Linked DNA regions of Zea mays: regions 2 and 3 are each linked to region 1. The links are chromatin contacts, called in public Hi-C maps. All regions are on one chromosome and are shown on one strand. The core of a region is the stretch at or near the end of the contact, and the rest is flanking DNA. Distances in the headings are between cores, read along the strand shown.

The links. Hi-C and Micro-C count contacts between places; a contact is called where the count stands out from the background.
Region 2: a Hi-C map of tassel shows a contact between it and region 1, with 4 times the contacts expected there. The contact joins two enhancer-like sites. A contact is called at or near these places in 2 of 25 Hi-C or Micro-C datasets (ear and tassel).
Region 3: a contact with region 1 is called in a Hi-C map of tassel, with 1.7 times the contacts expected there. The contact joins the promoter of LOC100277620 here to the enhancer-like site in region 1. A contact is called at or near these places in 2 of 25 Hi-C or Micro-C datasets (ear and tassel).

Annotation. Positions count from the first base shown.
Region 1 is chr4:12,488,254-12,493,382 of Zm-B73-REFERENCE-NAM-5.0, forward strand. LOC100192074 reads right to left here. Exons shown (of 5, transcript NM_001365511.1): 4 at 2,951-3,077; 5 at 2,262-2,847. The coding sequence ends at 2,563. Among protein-coding and RNA genes, the nearest start is that of LOC100192074, 25 kb to the right of the region's middle. Within about 2 kb of position 2,733, at least 6 of the 20 cell types and tissues checked have an H3K27ac peak or open chromatin away from gene starts, as enhancers often do. A contact at or near this core is called in tassel, where this site is marked.
Region 2 is chr4:12,323,685-12,328,813 of Zm-B73-REFERENCE-NAM-5.0, forward strand. The region is part of intron 1 of LOC103652837 (zinc-finger homeodomain protein 4); the gene reads right to left. Among protein-coding and RNA genes, the nearest start is that of LOC103652837, 15 kb to the right of the region's middle. Within about 2 kb of position 2,402, at least 16 of the 20 cell types and tissues checked have an H3K27ac peak or open chromatin away from gene starts, as enhancers often do. A contact at or near this core is called in tassel, where this site is marked.
Region 3 is chr4:12,657,219-12,662,347 of Zm-B73-REFERENCE-NAM-5.0, forward strand. LOC100277620 reads right to left here and starts at 2,454. Exons shown (of 3, transcript NM_001374019.1): 1 at 2,143-2,454; 2 at 1,613-1,868. The coding sequence starts at 2,309.

The DNA.
Region 1 (5,129 bases), core at 1,483-3,982:
TAAAATGGCAAGGAAAGATCATTGATCATATAAAGTACCATATCCATAGCAAAAATCGCAGAACTCATATGCCCGATTGGTGTATATCAGGTAAGCAATCTAAAAGGAAAGGACATGGTTCATCAAATAAGCTAGACATCCAACGCTACCAAATTTTTAAAAGAGCATGTGGATCAGTTCAAGCATGAAAAGGATCCTACATTTACTTTCACAGCCTCCACTAAATTTTGAACAAATTGCTACCACTGTGTGGAAATAATGAAGCATAGTTAAACTACCACACAGTACCGAATGCAACAATGTCGCTTTCTTATTGAAAAATAGCAGCAACATGGAGATGTATCTAAGCACAACATTGGATTTTATTATGTCACTGGAGCTGATGATTCTAGAATCTAGAAAATGGAGCTACTCCGGTGGAATTCAGTAAATATTAGTATAGTGTAGATTATATAGGATTAAAACTTAGGTTGCATAACTTCTTTTGTGGTAGATATCGCAACACATAGAAAAAATCTAGTTTGCATAATCTAGTTAAGTTATTTGCATAGGTTTTGTTATAGGGATTTATTTGTAGCCTAGTTTAGAGATAGTTTTTAGAAAGTCCTAATTCATCCCCTATTAGGCGTCAAAGTTTCCTACAACTGTTCTTTGTATGCGTAGATTGTATTAGGATTTTGTTTGTATTCTTCACACTGGATTTTCAAGGTTTATCGTGGATGTACAGAACTCTGTAGAGTTTTCTTTTTTGTTTGTAGTAGGTGGATCATTTGTTTGTTGCATCATTCGACTCTAAGCTCCTTAAGTTTCTTTAAAACAAAAATATTGTTAGAGTTTTCTTTTTTGTTTGTAGTAGGTGGATCATTTGTTTGTTGCATCATTCGACTCTAAGCTCCTTAAGTTTCTTTAAAACAAAAATATTGTCATCACCGATATCATTTTATTTCATACACTCACTCACAAGCTTCCTGCCCCTTAACTGACGGGTTGGGGAGTCCGTTTGTCAGATTGTGGTCGATAGATTCCTACCAAGCTACCAGATGCAGCACAAGAACAAGAAGCAGTGGGTGGACACTACACCCGGCACGTCCCGTAGACGCCTCCCGCCGTTTCGATCTCGAGCGCAGACACACACGGCAGCGAGTAAGGCTTTGTTCGTTTCTGCCGGATTGGTGGGTCGGAACGATTCCTGACCGAATTGCTTCTCTAATTTATATAAACTTTGATTAGCTGGAACGATTCCGGGTGCAATCCGACGGAAACGAACAAGACCTAAGGGCAGCAAAGTTCCGCGTCCCAGAGAGGGACGGACATGATGGTCTCAGGAGGAACCTACGGCACAGACCAAAGCTAGGTGTCATCCCTCGCGCACGATGTGCCGAGCCACCGAGGTGTCGAGGACGACATCATTTGAGGACCTGAAGATGATTGCGTTCGGATCATGAGCGCACTGCCGATAGGGCGCCCGTAAAGGCACCCCCATGTTCTAGTGAATCATAATGGGTGTGTTTGGTTTGAGGAATTGAGTGATCCATCTTTTTCTCACTCCTCACATTTTTATTTAGTTTGAGAAATAGAATGAGTTGATCCATCACCACCATATTCCTTATAAGCTAATAATTATATATATATAAGAAGTGGGTTGATTTTACCAAAATTGATGGAATGAACTTATGATGCATCACCTCATTAAGCATTGGGTGACTCCACAAACCAAACACACTAAATATCTACTGCCCAAAACATCAAACCCATTGTTGTCGACGGGATATGGTCTTTTGGAACGCCTAGGGGAGGGTGGAAAATGAAATGAAGGCGCCGAAACAGAACACGAGGATAAACTTGGACAAGTCAAAAAGGCGAGGTTGGCAGAGTGGAAGATAAAGCTTGGCAAGCTGCAAACTGGACAGGGACATGAACACAGAAAGCAGACCGTGATCGATGCAGATATATGATTCTAAAATACACAGGGCATACGCCCTGATGCAGTCCTCTCTCCTACCAATCTGTATGCTATGTTCCATTGACAAGCTGCAGCACAGCAAAAGTCAAACCCACCACCAAGCACCATTCCCAGAAAGTATGCAAAGATATACGCTGCTGGATGGAAAGATGGCGCAGCAATACGTCTCAAAATCTAGAGAATCTAGAGAGGATAGGGCATACAACATACTTGGGAAACTGCAACTGGGGAGACAAAACCACAGGTGCGAGCAAAATAGACTTGAAGTTAATTAATTTGTAAACATGGTTGGCGTTTCATACGAATGCTAACACATTTTTTAACAAACTAACATGAGTGATACATAATGCACAACTTAGATCTAAAACAGTTTGAGTTCAGCACAGGCGCCCTGGGAGAAGATTGAAGAAATACAGGCTACTACAATTAGTTGCTAGTTACTAACAATAGATCTAGAACGTCTTTGACATACTACAGCAAACAGCACATCAAGACCCTACAGCTGGTCCTACACTGAAAGCAACAACCATCGGGCATTCGGTCCCCATGTGGGTGTTTTACATCAAGTCAGGCATGAGAGATGGATATATCCAGCATCATCATGCTCGGGCTCTCTTGCCACTACCGCTGCAGTTCGGACACTTGTAGTGCTTGATGTGTTCGGCCTTGGCAGGAGTGATCTTGACACACTTGCCATGGAACCAAGTCTCGCACGCATCGCAGCATATCCAGAACTCATCCTGTCCGTAGTTGTCACCACAAGAACCACACAGCGTGTTTTCGTGATCTTCCTCTTCCTCCTCTTCCTCGCCTCCGCTGTCATCCTCATCCTTCGGAGGTGGCATCTTCGAACCCCTTGAGTTGGGTTCTGGCTGGCGTGGCGGCTGTATGTATGTGTGTTTTGTGCCAAAATAATAGTAGAATGAAGTTTTAGGAGGTTAATTATGGCAAAAGAAATAGTTAAAAGAAGAATCCAGCCAATCATACTTTTGGGCCAGCTTTATTGCTCTTGCTGCTGCTTTTCGGAGTTTTCTCCTTGGTTTGCTTCTTGGCAGTTCCCGTGACAACTTCATATATTGTAGGGAGGTTATTAATCATGACAAAAAGGCGCTTCCTGCAGCAATTTCACAAAAAAAAACGATTACATGTTAGCTAACTGTGAATGTTACAAAATCCAACAAATTGCTTTAGACCATAGAATAGTAGAACGCCTAGAATGTTGTAGCTGTAAGAAAAATATTCTGGCTGAATAAAAGAATAAACATTTTCTATCTTATCATTTACATAAAGAAATCTAAGGTACACCAGAAGGCTTCTGCCTAATGATTTGCATCGACATCTGATACACACAAGAAGCATCACGTATAACCAAAAATCAACAGAAAAGATCAACATGTATGAGTATGAAAGCATTAGTTTCAAAGCTCAGGGACATATAATTGAATTACTCAATGAGATTCTCCACCCTGTTACCAGAGATAATTTAAGTGCAGCAGAGCTTATTATTTCAAAACAATCAGGGTGAGATTATCTATTGCTAGGATTTTTCCAATCTGGGGAGAGAATTTTCTCTATTTAAGTGGTAAGAGAGATTCCCATCGGATGGAAACAGAACACTTCCTATCTGCATGACTGCTTGAGACAGATGGACACGAGAATTGAGGTAATGTTTAAAGAAGACCTTCGCAAACCTCAAGACAATTATTTAACAAACTAGTAAATTAGAAGCCCAGTAACCTTAACATGAATTTGAAAATGTCAAGGTCACTCACAAAAAAGTATATAAAAATTGAATATTTGCAGACTAGAAGTAGATAACTCAAATTAAATGTTTTGTTCTGATGTAAACTCAAATTCAATAAACCCAACACTTTTCACTTGAGATAGCAATGGAGGACAGCCTCCATGATATCTACCATTGTTTTCTGTAGCTTTCATAGAACACTACAACTAATCAATGCTAAAATAAACTAATTCTGAAACAGAGGAATACAGGGCTGAACATGATTACCAAATTAACAATGTGCTACTAAAGTTACTTCGACCACTTCTCAGTTAACTTTAGCACCAAGGTACAAACTAGAATTACATCCCAGTAGTTCAACCAAAAGAAGAACAGGTGGTATCTTTTTCCTTTTTTGTATAAAGAAAAAAAAGTACAGCCCACAACTTGAGGGCTTATTTCGGAGTAAGGATAATGGAGAGGATTGAGGGGGCTAAAATCGCCCACTATTCAATTTTAAATAGTGAGGGATTTCTAGCCCCCTCATTCCCCTCCACTCCACTTGCTCCCAAACAAGCCTTAAAGAGTTATCCTAACAAACTGTGAGAAAAGGACATTATCATTAACTGGTTTCCAAGCCTTATGATTTCAAAGGTAGAGTAGTTTTGCACCAACACTACATTCATACAATAGAAGCTCAATCCCATAATGAAGACAATGTTTGGATGACAGTCAGCTGGTCAGAGCTCCCAAAACTATCATGAATTAATGACTGAAAGCTTTATCCTAACGTTTCATGATAGATTAAGGGCTTGTTTGGTTCGCTGCCTAACTTTTTCTGCATAAGGTTAGTTCTTCAATTCGGACGACTAACCTTAGACAAAGTATGACATAGTTAGCCATGAACCAAACAGGCCCTAAGCTCTTAAATGCAAACAATTGGAAAAGCAAAGAGAAACAACCATACACAGTAACTGTGTGGATTCATATCTAAGGGGAACCAACAGGAGACGGTCAAGACAGGTGATTGATGGGTGAGTAGATGTATCAAATGACACTTGAAAACAAATGAAACAACAAGACCAACATATACATTGAGTAGAATTATCACAATAAGGAACAATGTTATCAAATCATCTAGTCAATCCTAGTTGCCTTGGGACCGACCAGTTGATTAGTTGTAGACCACCCTGGTCAGTCCTAATCGTCCTATATATCAGGACTACCAAATATAATCTAATATCATGTATGTTTTGGAGTACAAATCAAGCATAAAGATAACTCTAGGGTAGTGGCTGCATGCCTGTAACACCCAAAACCTTGTTTTGGATTTTATTTTATTTTATTTAAAAAAAAAACTTTCCAAAGGTCTTCTTTTATAATGTCTTCTAAAAGAGTTTTCTTACCTCTAAAAGTTATATCTTCTAAAAAACAAACGTGGCT
Region 2 (5,129 bases), core at 1,152-3,651, 160 kb before region 1:
ATTTTTGAGAACCGAAATGAGTTCAAATAAAAAAGTTGTCAACTACAAAGTTTCATAACTTTTAGAGATCTACAACTTTTATTTTGGTGGTTTTATCATACGAGGTCGTTTGAAAAACTCGAAAAATTAAGGATAAAAATGATTTCTAGTGGCGGTTCCTTAAGAAAACCGCCACTAGAAATCGTATTTTTACTGGCGGTTCCTTAAGAAAACCGCCACTACAAATCATGGATTTCTACTAGCGGTTTTCTTAAGGAACCGCCAGTAGAAATACGATTTCTAGTGGCGGTTTTCTTAAGGAACCGCCACTAAAAATAGCACAGTCGGTGGATAACCGGATCCGCCTGTAAAAATATATGGGTGCCGCAGGCTTTGAGCCTTTTTGTACTAGTGAATGGGCATTTTTGCCTGGCCTTTCGTTTTTCTCCCACTGGCCTTGCATATCCCTATCACTTTATTCCTCGATATCCAGCTGCTTTATTCTCACTTAAACCTCGCTCATTCTAGCTACTTTTGCAGACCTTCGATCTGTGCATCTTTGTTTTGCTTGATAATTTTCCTTTTGTTTGTTGGCACTATGTCTGTCTGATGTTATTTCACTGAGTATTTAATTACTGAAAAGTGTCAGCGAAATTCTACTGTGCCTGCAGTATATGTTAAGAATATATATGACGCTTTCTTAGATAATGGAAGGACATCAAGCATCATCACCACAAGTGAGAAAACCAGACCAATGCAAAATTATTATTACAGGGCATAAAAGCTTAAAACAAAAACAGTGTCATATATGTATTCATATTTTATTTATTTATGCGTGATGTGCATTGCATACCAACGGGGACAAATTTATTTATGTATGGATCCCTTTTGTGTATCTAAATACTCCCTCCGTTTTATTCTACTGTTCGTTTTAGCACCAAATTTTTGTGTCTATATTCAAATAGATGAAAATAAATCTAGACACATATATAAAATATATACATTAAATATTTTACGAATTTACTAACACCTTAAAATGAATATTATTTTGGGACGGAGGGAGTAAATTTTAGGTTGCTGAATTCAGGATTGAAGAGTTGTCATGTCAATGACAAACATATGTTGTTGTATTTCCCAAGTGATATTTAACTCCCACTTTAGAATTTCTGAATCTGCTTGGGTTCATGCCAAGTTGAAGTTGGGCCCGTATGGGCTCCGATTATGATCGTTTTGGGCAAGGACTGGGTAGGTGCTACAGCTGAGAATCACGCCGGTTGAATGTTTCAACCTACGTGCCATTTCAACCCTAGTCACAGGGGCGAAGCCAGGATTCGAAGGCAGAGGGGGCAGGCTTAGCCTCTAAGCGACTAAATTAGAAAGGACACAATATAAAAATGGCAAGGGAACCAACCATAATATATATATTGATATATAATCTTCATTAAAAACAGTATAATAAAACAACATCTATTTTGTCAAACAAAATAAAATTACATCTCAGTTATTTTGAATTTAGCTCTACGTGTATTAGCTAGATCATAGACCTTGATAATATCATCAGAACAAATCATTGCCGCTAATTCCCTTTCAATATAAACGACCAGATAATCTCGTAAATAAGCATCTCCCATTTTGCTTCGAAGACGTGTCTTCACAAATTTCATAGCTGAAAAGGCTCTCTTTGTGGTCGCAGTTGACACATGAAGAGTTAAGAGTAATCTCAATAATTTATCTACCATCGGATAAGAAGAATCTTTACCCAGCTTAACTAATCCACTTGTTAAATCAGCCAAAGATGATAAACCCTTTAGTTCTGGATAGTTGCAAACATCAAGTTGAAAATGTGGCAATTGGCACTCTAATTGCATTCTTTTTTTATTTGAGAAATCTGTAGGATAATACTTTTCCATTAGAGAGCATACCTTTTCCATGTCAAAAGAGCCAAGTACTAGATTAAAGGAAGCACAAAGTGATAAAAGGTCCGTCGTGTGTTGATGGAAAAATTAAGGGTTTCAGGCTACTAAATAATAAACTGCCAGTAAGATAATAGGCTATAGGATACATTAATCTGACTTGGGGGTGCCATGCCCACTCCGGCACCCCTGGTGGCTTCGCCACTGCCTAGTCATTAACCGATCTAATTGGCGCAACAACTGTCATATTGTGCATATTCGTTTGGATTTAATCCATATCGTCTTCTACTGCTTCTATAACAATATTTTTGTCAATATAAATTACAGCTACAACAATTCCAATAACTGACTTTAATCTGAAGCGAACAACGCGAAATGGTGGGGTCAAATAATGAGGGGCTACATGCGGATGCTGAAGAGCGGAGTTCGTGAGATCGGGTGTGGACTGTGGAGCACCGCAGCGCGGCCTTGGATCTGGCCTTGTTAATTGTCATATGGGTCAAGGGCTCAAGGCAAGGGCTGAAGCTTAAAGGTTGTCATATGGATTTTGGACTCGGTTGATCTCTCTGGGAATTAGGCCCACGGGGAGCCCAGGCAGCCCCCTTGGATCTGGCCTTGTTAATTGTTCATTGTTTCGTTCTTAACATTTTAATTTGGTTTATAAAATATATGTGTTGCTTCGTGCAAGAAAATCTTTATAAAATACATTTTTTATTTCCGAATACCATAGATTTCAATTACTGGAGTTTTTCTTTGTTTATCTCGATATATATTTTAAATAATGGAGCATGACGACATTTCCTTTATACTCCATTCATCAGCCAAAAGTTTTTATTCCAGGATTCAAATTTTGTCCCACGTATATAAACTCGACTGTATATACCTTTTCTCTATTTGACCGATCCCACATATGCATGCAAACTTTTTAACTATAGCTGCATGCACAAATAACTAAGGTCAAAGGCAATTAACCATCTAACAAGTAACAAGCCATCTTTAATTCTTTATATAGAAAATGTCTAATAAATAAGGATAACATATTAACATGGTAATTTGAGTCCCACGCTAATCTGTTTGAGACTGTCTTGAATTGTATGGTTTTTAGGAGTGGTAGTATAATATTAACTAAATGTCTTCTTGATAACACTTCATTCCTAAGACGAAATTTTTTCCTAATTATTATGGTTTTGTTATGATAGTATAAATTCCTCGAAGGTTATATAATTTGAAGTGGACCCAAGCGCAATCAACATTCTGCAATTGTTTGGATCAACTCGCTAAAATTTAGTTCCTACACAATCCTTTTAGTTGTTCCAACCTAGTTAAACTCAACTAAAACATGAGTAATGACTAAATTACCCTTCTGTTTTTTCATGTCCATATAATTGCGCTAAATACAAATAAGGAGAACGCGATAAATAAACATCAATTAAGTAAAGAATCCAAACGACCCCAACTAAACATTAGCTGGTCAAATTAGTTTATTAAAGTTTACCTAGACTGAATCTAAATATGACCTTTGTTAGGATATAGAGTTTTATGTGGGTTAAAGGATACTCCTAGTCAAACCTTTAAAATTGATTTTTATTGATGTTTTCGATAAATGAAGCTCTATTAATCTTAGACAATTATATCAAGATGATACAAGATTACTAAGATTACTCCGGGCCTCTACACACTAAGGTGTACACAGCCAAACAAAGAGAGAGAGAAAAGAAAAAAAAGGAGAAACATACTCATCTCAAAGCGAGCTAACACTCACAACATAATCTTGAAGCCAACTACTAACCAGGCAAAACAAGAACTGAGATTGAGGCTCTCTTAGCAACGTCTTTAGGAAGAATAAGACATACGTTTTTCGATGACCCAACCAAAAAATGTCAGATCAAAGGTTTTCAATCAAGAGAAAAGACTCTCGATACTTTAGACAATGCCTTCATCAAGGTCAATGCTAAGCACAACCAACTAACATTAGACCTAGAGATTTATCCTCAAAGTCGACGAGCCTGGCACCCAAAAGTCCCACCAAAATCAAAGATCACTAGCCTTGCCTCCACCTTCTTTCCATGCTCATGCCGGTATACCACCAAATCTTGGCTTATATCAAACGACCATGAGCTCTATGACAACATCCAATTTTTAGGTAGACCGTCCTATGAAGACAGAGTTGCGAACTAGCCAATAAGCACACAAACAGAGTCCATATGTTGCATCTAAAAATAGAATGTGTCCCTCGAGCAAAGGATTTTGTGAATCAACTCCAAGATGACTCGAGCCCTAGGTTTGTATGGATGGTACGCACAAGATATGAAGATAAAGAAGCGAGATATAGTCACATCTGCCACGAGCTGGATACCATCCGTCACACCAAAGGTGGTGGCGCCATAGGGCCAGCTCCAGGAACCACCGAAGCCAAAACCCTAGGGGCATAAACACCATGATAAATCCATTGATGGTCGCTGAACACGAGACACCTAACCCGAGCATGAAGCCATTGGATATGGCCGCCATCTCATAGGGCGTGTTGTCTCGCCACGGTCAAATGAGCACCACAATAGGGGCAGGGTGGGAGGGATGATTACAATATGTGGGGCACCAAATCCAGCCACCGAATATAAATGTAGCCACAATACCGAGTCACCATGCCGCACAAGGTGAGAGGGGGGACACTGGACCACAGGCCACGTGACGAGGCACCACCGTCAACGGCAATAGGATGAGCCCCCACCATTGCCAGTGACGAGATGAGCCCCTCCTCACCCCCGCCGCCATAGTACGCAGGACAAACCACCTCATTCACAGGCTACACGATGAGCACCCGCTGTCGCCACATGCCACAGATCGAGTTGTTGCCCTCGCCGTTGACTAAGCCGATGAAGACATGTCGAGTTGTTCCTAGTGGGCTGATGGCAGCCTTGAGCTCGTCTAGAGTGCAAACGAGCAGCGCCATAGACTCTAGCATCCGGGAGAGGTCCTGAGTCAACAACGACTGCAAGAACGCCGTGCGCAAACGCCTCAACGATGACAACCCGGCGCAGCCGTCTGCTGGCCGACCACGTCGCCATGGACTCGCGCCCCAGCACCTGGAACATCGCCACTCCTGAAGCATTCAACAACCACCCTCACAACACCCTAGCAGCCAAAAGAGGAAGAAGCCCCTTGCTGCTGTCTTTCTTGGGGTCTGCACAGTGTCTAGCAGCCTCCTATGGCGACAGTGAGGGGGAGAAGGAAGATGTA
Region 3 (5,129 bases), core at 1,204-3,703, 170 kb after region 1:
CGACAGCTCGGCGTCTTAGCTGTTGGGGGCCGGTTTTCAACTGTTTTTCTTCGACTCTTCTAGCCTCCTGTTATTAGGGGTGACCTTGCCCAACCTCTAAAAACACTTAGGGTGCGTTTGGTTACAATGACATGACGGGATGGGACGGGACGATCCATCAAATAAGGTTGTTTGGTTCAGGGTCAGAGGTTAGGACAAGACTATCCCAGTGTTGTCCCCAGTTATCCCTCAAAATTGGAGGGACGAGAGAGGACGGCAGGGGACGTCCCTGTCCTGGCTGTCCCGCAACCAAACACACCTTAGTCTATCTCAGGTAGATCTTCTATTCTATTCTCTATCTTATCTTTTATTTTAAACCTAACTCTATAAATAATATCATTAGTTATGTATCTCATATTTTACACAACCTTGCCCCCCCCTCAGTCCCTACCAATGTAGTAGTACATAGTACATACACATTCCGTAGTTGTTATTGCAATTGTTGTGCCCTATAATTATTTGTAGCCCTACCCTAAACGTTATGTCTTCATAACAAATAAAGCTCATTTCCAAAATAAATATATTATTGCGCTGTCCACTGAAAGAGCACTCAAAGAAAGGCTTTAAGAATCTCTCGTGTCGCAAGGTGATTGGTAAGTGTAGTTTCCGGGTCACCGTTGGATATATGGACGGTGCCTGCTAGCTACAATACATAAAGGCTTTAAGAATCACACGGGTGTAATATATGTCGCGCTCGCACGCAGCACGGATTCCTTCACCGCGGTGTGCATGCGTTTTAATTTGGTTTTATTTATTCACACGGGTGTATATCACGAGCGACAATTACTTACTGCCATATGACCTAGAACAGTTTTTTTCCCATTTCGTTCACACCCGGCACTTACGTGCCAACAACTTGGTACTGTAGTATAGTAGTTTCATGTTTCGCCGACAACTTAGGTAGTTTGTCGTTTGGGGTTTTTTTTTGGGAAGAAGAGGAGCGGAGGAGAGAGAGATTTCCGTTCTCACGAATCCTTTCTAATTCTACTTTTGTTACCGAACCAGTCGACTAAAATCTCCTTGCTATTGAAACATCCTCCTTGTAGGGAAAAAATACTCTGCCTATGTATGGCCAATGTAAAACACGTTTGTTTAACTAATGACAGACTTGGGTAGATCTGCTGCATAATTTCTATTCGGATGAAGCAAATAGTACTCGAAATTGACCTATAGAGTACGTGCTAGTCCTAGAGCAAAGTTAGCAAAGCAAACCAGCTAGGTCGCTAGCCGTTCATCAACCACAACCAAGGCCCATCATGGCAACAGATCGATATGGAACCCAAAGTCTTCGATTTGCGGAAACCTTCCGTTGTGCTAACGATCACTTCATCAGCTTTTGTCTTTTTATATTTGGCCCAAAGTATCAAATTAACAAGCGATTTCCTATCCTACTTCAAATGGAAACGGAAAAGAAACCTTTGGACTGATTCAAATATAATCAGTTTGCTCAAACTCTTCATCAATTATATATATAGTTGCTAGTATAATACTACCACTCGTAGATTAACAATTACGAATATATAGTAATAATAACGAATATACGCATGCAAGTAGTGTCTGTGTGTGTGTGTACCTTGGCGGCGTCGACGGCGCTGGCGGCGGCCACGAACTGCTCCGGCGAGACGTCCTGCAGCAGCCACCTGCTCCGGAAGACGTGCGCGGGCCCCGTCCGCCGCTTGGATATCTCGACGCCGTTGTGGTACACCAGCACCTTCCACCCGTCGTCGTCGCCGCCGCGGCCGGAGTCCGACGACGCCGCCAGCAGCTCCTGGATGCAGCTCTCGCTCGCGTAGCTCACGTACCTCCGCAGCGAGTCCTCGCTGATGGACCTGCATGACCGATCGATCGATCGATCCAGCACGCATATGCATCATCAGGCTACTTAGTTTGACCAAGCGATGATGAATTAATTAATTAAAGGACACTGACACACTGTAAGCTGCTGGAGTAGTAGACAATGGTTTCTTAGGTGATCGGTAGGCGATGATTAGAGCAAATAAATGCGACCTATGTATGTATATCTAGGAAGAACAAAGAGAAGGGAAAAAAAAGATGGACACGATGGAATGCGAAATGGTTTTGGTCTCAGAATAGAATGCCCACCATGATCTGGAGCAGGCAGGTCCGGAAGGGGAGGGCAGAGAGCCGCCGCCGCTCATGCTGCTGGCTCTGCTCTCTGGGCTCTGAAACCCGCCGCCGCCGCCAGCAGCAGCAGCCTGCGCCTGCGACGATACGCCGATGACTGAATGCGAAGGAAATATGGAACACATGGAGGGTTTTTTTCTCTCTTCTTTTCCTTTTTTTTTTCCAGTGGCGCGCGGCGGGAGAGAAGAGATGAGGTTTGTGGGGGGAGGGAGAAATAAATAGTAAGTACAGCTTTAAAGCCAGGCCCGGTGGAAGGTGTGTGTGTGCTTGCTGGTGAGGTGTTGGAATGGAACGGAGCAGGTGTGAGGCCTTTATAGGAACGGAGACCTCGAGAGGTGGGGTTAAGATGAAACGGAGGTGGAGGCAGATGGCAGTGATTGCCCCCACGTGGAGGGTGGCAGTGCTGACAGAGAGGGCGGTGGTGGAGTCAAGCGCAAGCGCAAGCGCGGCAGACAGAGCATGGGGAAGGAAACGGATGGGAGATTGGGGGGAAGAAGAATGCATGCATGGGAGAGTAGAACTGCCACGGTGATCAAGTTTTTTTTTTCTTTTACAAGAATCACATGGAGTTATGGATTTTCAATTTTTTTTATTTTTCCTTGTATGCATATTATATCGAGGCCTTGTCGGTCAGACAGCAAGGGAAATTCTTTTCATACCCATAACGGTCCTTAACGAATCGGTCGTAGGTGTTAGACTATGCAGCGGTACCAAAAACTCACCCTTTGCCGCACACCCCAGATTAAGGGCACGTCCTCTTTTCTCTATTTTTATATTCTAAACTACGAATTAAACACAGATTTAGTATATATATATATATATATATATATATATATATATATATATATATATATATATATACTATTTTAGACTATGACAAATACATATATAGAAAAATCTAATCTAAAATATATTAGGAATAGGATGTATTGTGCAGGGATGAATTTAGATGGCGTCGCTACAGGAGCAGAGGACCTAGAATTTAAGGGGAAAGAATCTTTTAGAGAATGCTGAAAAAGTAAAATTTAGTTCTTATTCTTGTGCCAAAAAGAATCGCACTTTTAACAACTACTCTATGTGGGTTCTCAATAAGTAGATTTCTTGATTTTTTTTTATAAATTATTTTTGAAAATTAAGTACAATTTATAAAAATCATTAAAATTGCTTATATCAAATTAGTATCGTTATAGATTTCGTAATGTATAACCTTTAATAATATATTGGTAATAACCAAGAAATATGCGCTTAATGGAAAGGATGATTCTTTGCCTTTGGTGCATGGTCATAATGGGATGAACCAAAGGGAAGGTTTTCCGCACATGGTATGTTGGCAAACCAAACCTACTCTGCAAAGTAAAGAATTGGGCTTTTTATTAGGTGACCAAACTGTATCTGTGTATCTGATGATAAAGAAAAAAAGGTGATGAAAAGAAGGCCGGCCGGACGGACGGGGTTAGCTAGATAGATGATCGGTTTCGGGGGGCACTTGTCTTTGTTCGTGTGGGGTTTTGGGCATAATTAATACACCTTCTCATTGCGCACACATGTGTGTGCCAACGAGGCTCCGAGAGGAGTAATCATGCCACGTCAGAAGGAACAGGACCATTAATTAGGACCTTTTCGATGAAGGGTCCAAGGCACTGCAACCACATGGATGCAATTGGCGTGCTTTAATTTTGGAGGGGAAGGTGAAAGCTAGATGCTTTGGCCGAAGGATCCAAATTAATGATACTTTTTTTTTACTAGCCGGCTGAATGGCTGATGATAGATCTAGTAGGCTGGTTCACTTGCTTCTACGGTCTGGTTTTTATTTTTACTGGAAACTGAGGCCAAGATAATGATAATGTTTATGAAAGATATTCTACCAATTAACCCTGCTTCTTGCCAACAGTCATTCTCAAGGACAGTATTGACTAGTAGGCGGTAGCCATCCATGACTGACGACAGACAGGCAACACATAGCACGTAGTCTTAATTAGCTGCGCTACGGACAGGGGCAGTACTCCTGTACACTTAAAACAGCGCATGCAGTAGCACGAAGCTGTTGTTGGGGAAAACGTTGAAAGTCTTGTAAACCAAGAGAGAGCTGTTATCAAGTGACCATTACCGAAACTGAACCTTTTGCTGCTTGCTATCCTTGGTACCCAGCTAACAGGTCATGGCACGCGACCCTCCTTCGACGATTTAAGAGTTGTTCGTTTGTCCAAGAATGGACGAGAATTAGTTCCAGCCCATCAAAACTTATACAAATTATAGAAGCAATCCCGCTAAAATTCGTCCCACCCGTGAAAACCGAGCAAAGCCTTTACTCGGAATCTGTTGTCCTAGACTTGGGCTTATATGACATGTTTTTCAAGAACTAAGGTTATAATATAAAATAAGCACACATCTTTTGCTTCAATGCGTTGACAACAAAAATCACTCATTTTATAAAGCTGTAAATTTTTTTATACTCCACCGTTGCGTTTCTCATCAATATGGTAGAAAAAACATATATAGAACACTAAGTTGAGACTCGATGAAAGAGTTATGTCCTTTGCAATATGTTGTCCTGCCTGAAGTTCCAATATCCTCCTAGAAGTCGTAACTTTTGCAAGAACAGAAACTTGACTTTTGCCAATCTAAATCTAGGAGAGTTCAAACTCGACTCCCAACTCTTCTAAACTCGTGTAAAACTTCAAGAGTGCATCTCGAGAGGGTTCTCAACAAGGATAAAACCATTCCCTCTTTATATATTAAAAATCATGCTTGATTAAGAAAATCCAACATCCAATCGAACCATTTTACATATACTATTCCTTTTGCCCTAAACTTTCATAACCCAAACTGATGTTCATCACCTTAAGTGACAACCAAGGATGGTGTCCTAGGTTTGCCAGCAAACCTTAGGCAACTGACGACATCCTTGCACCGATGAGGTTCCTCCTAGGTGAGAGCTTTGATTG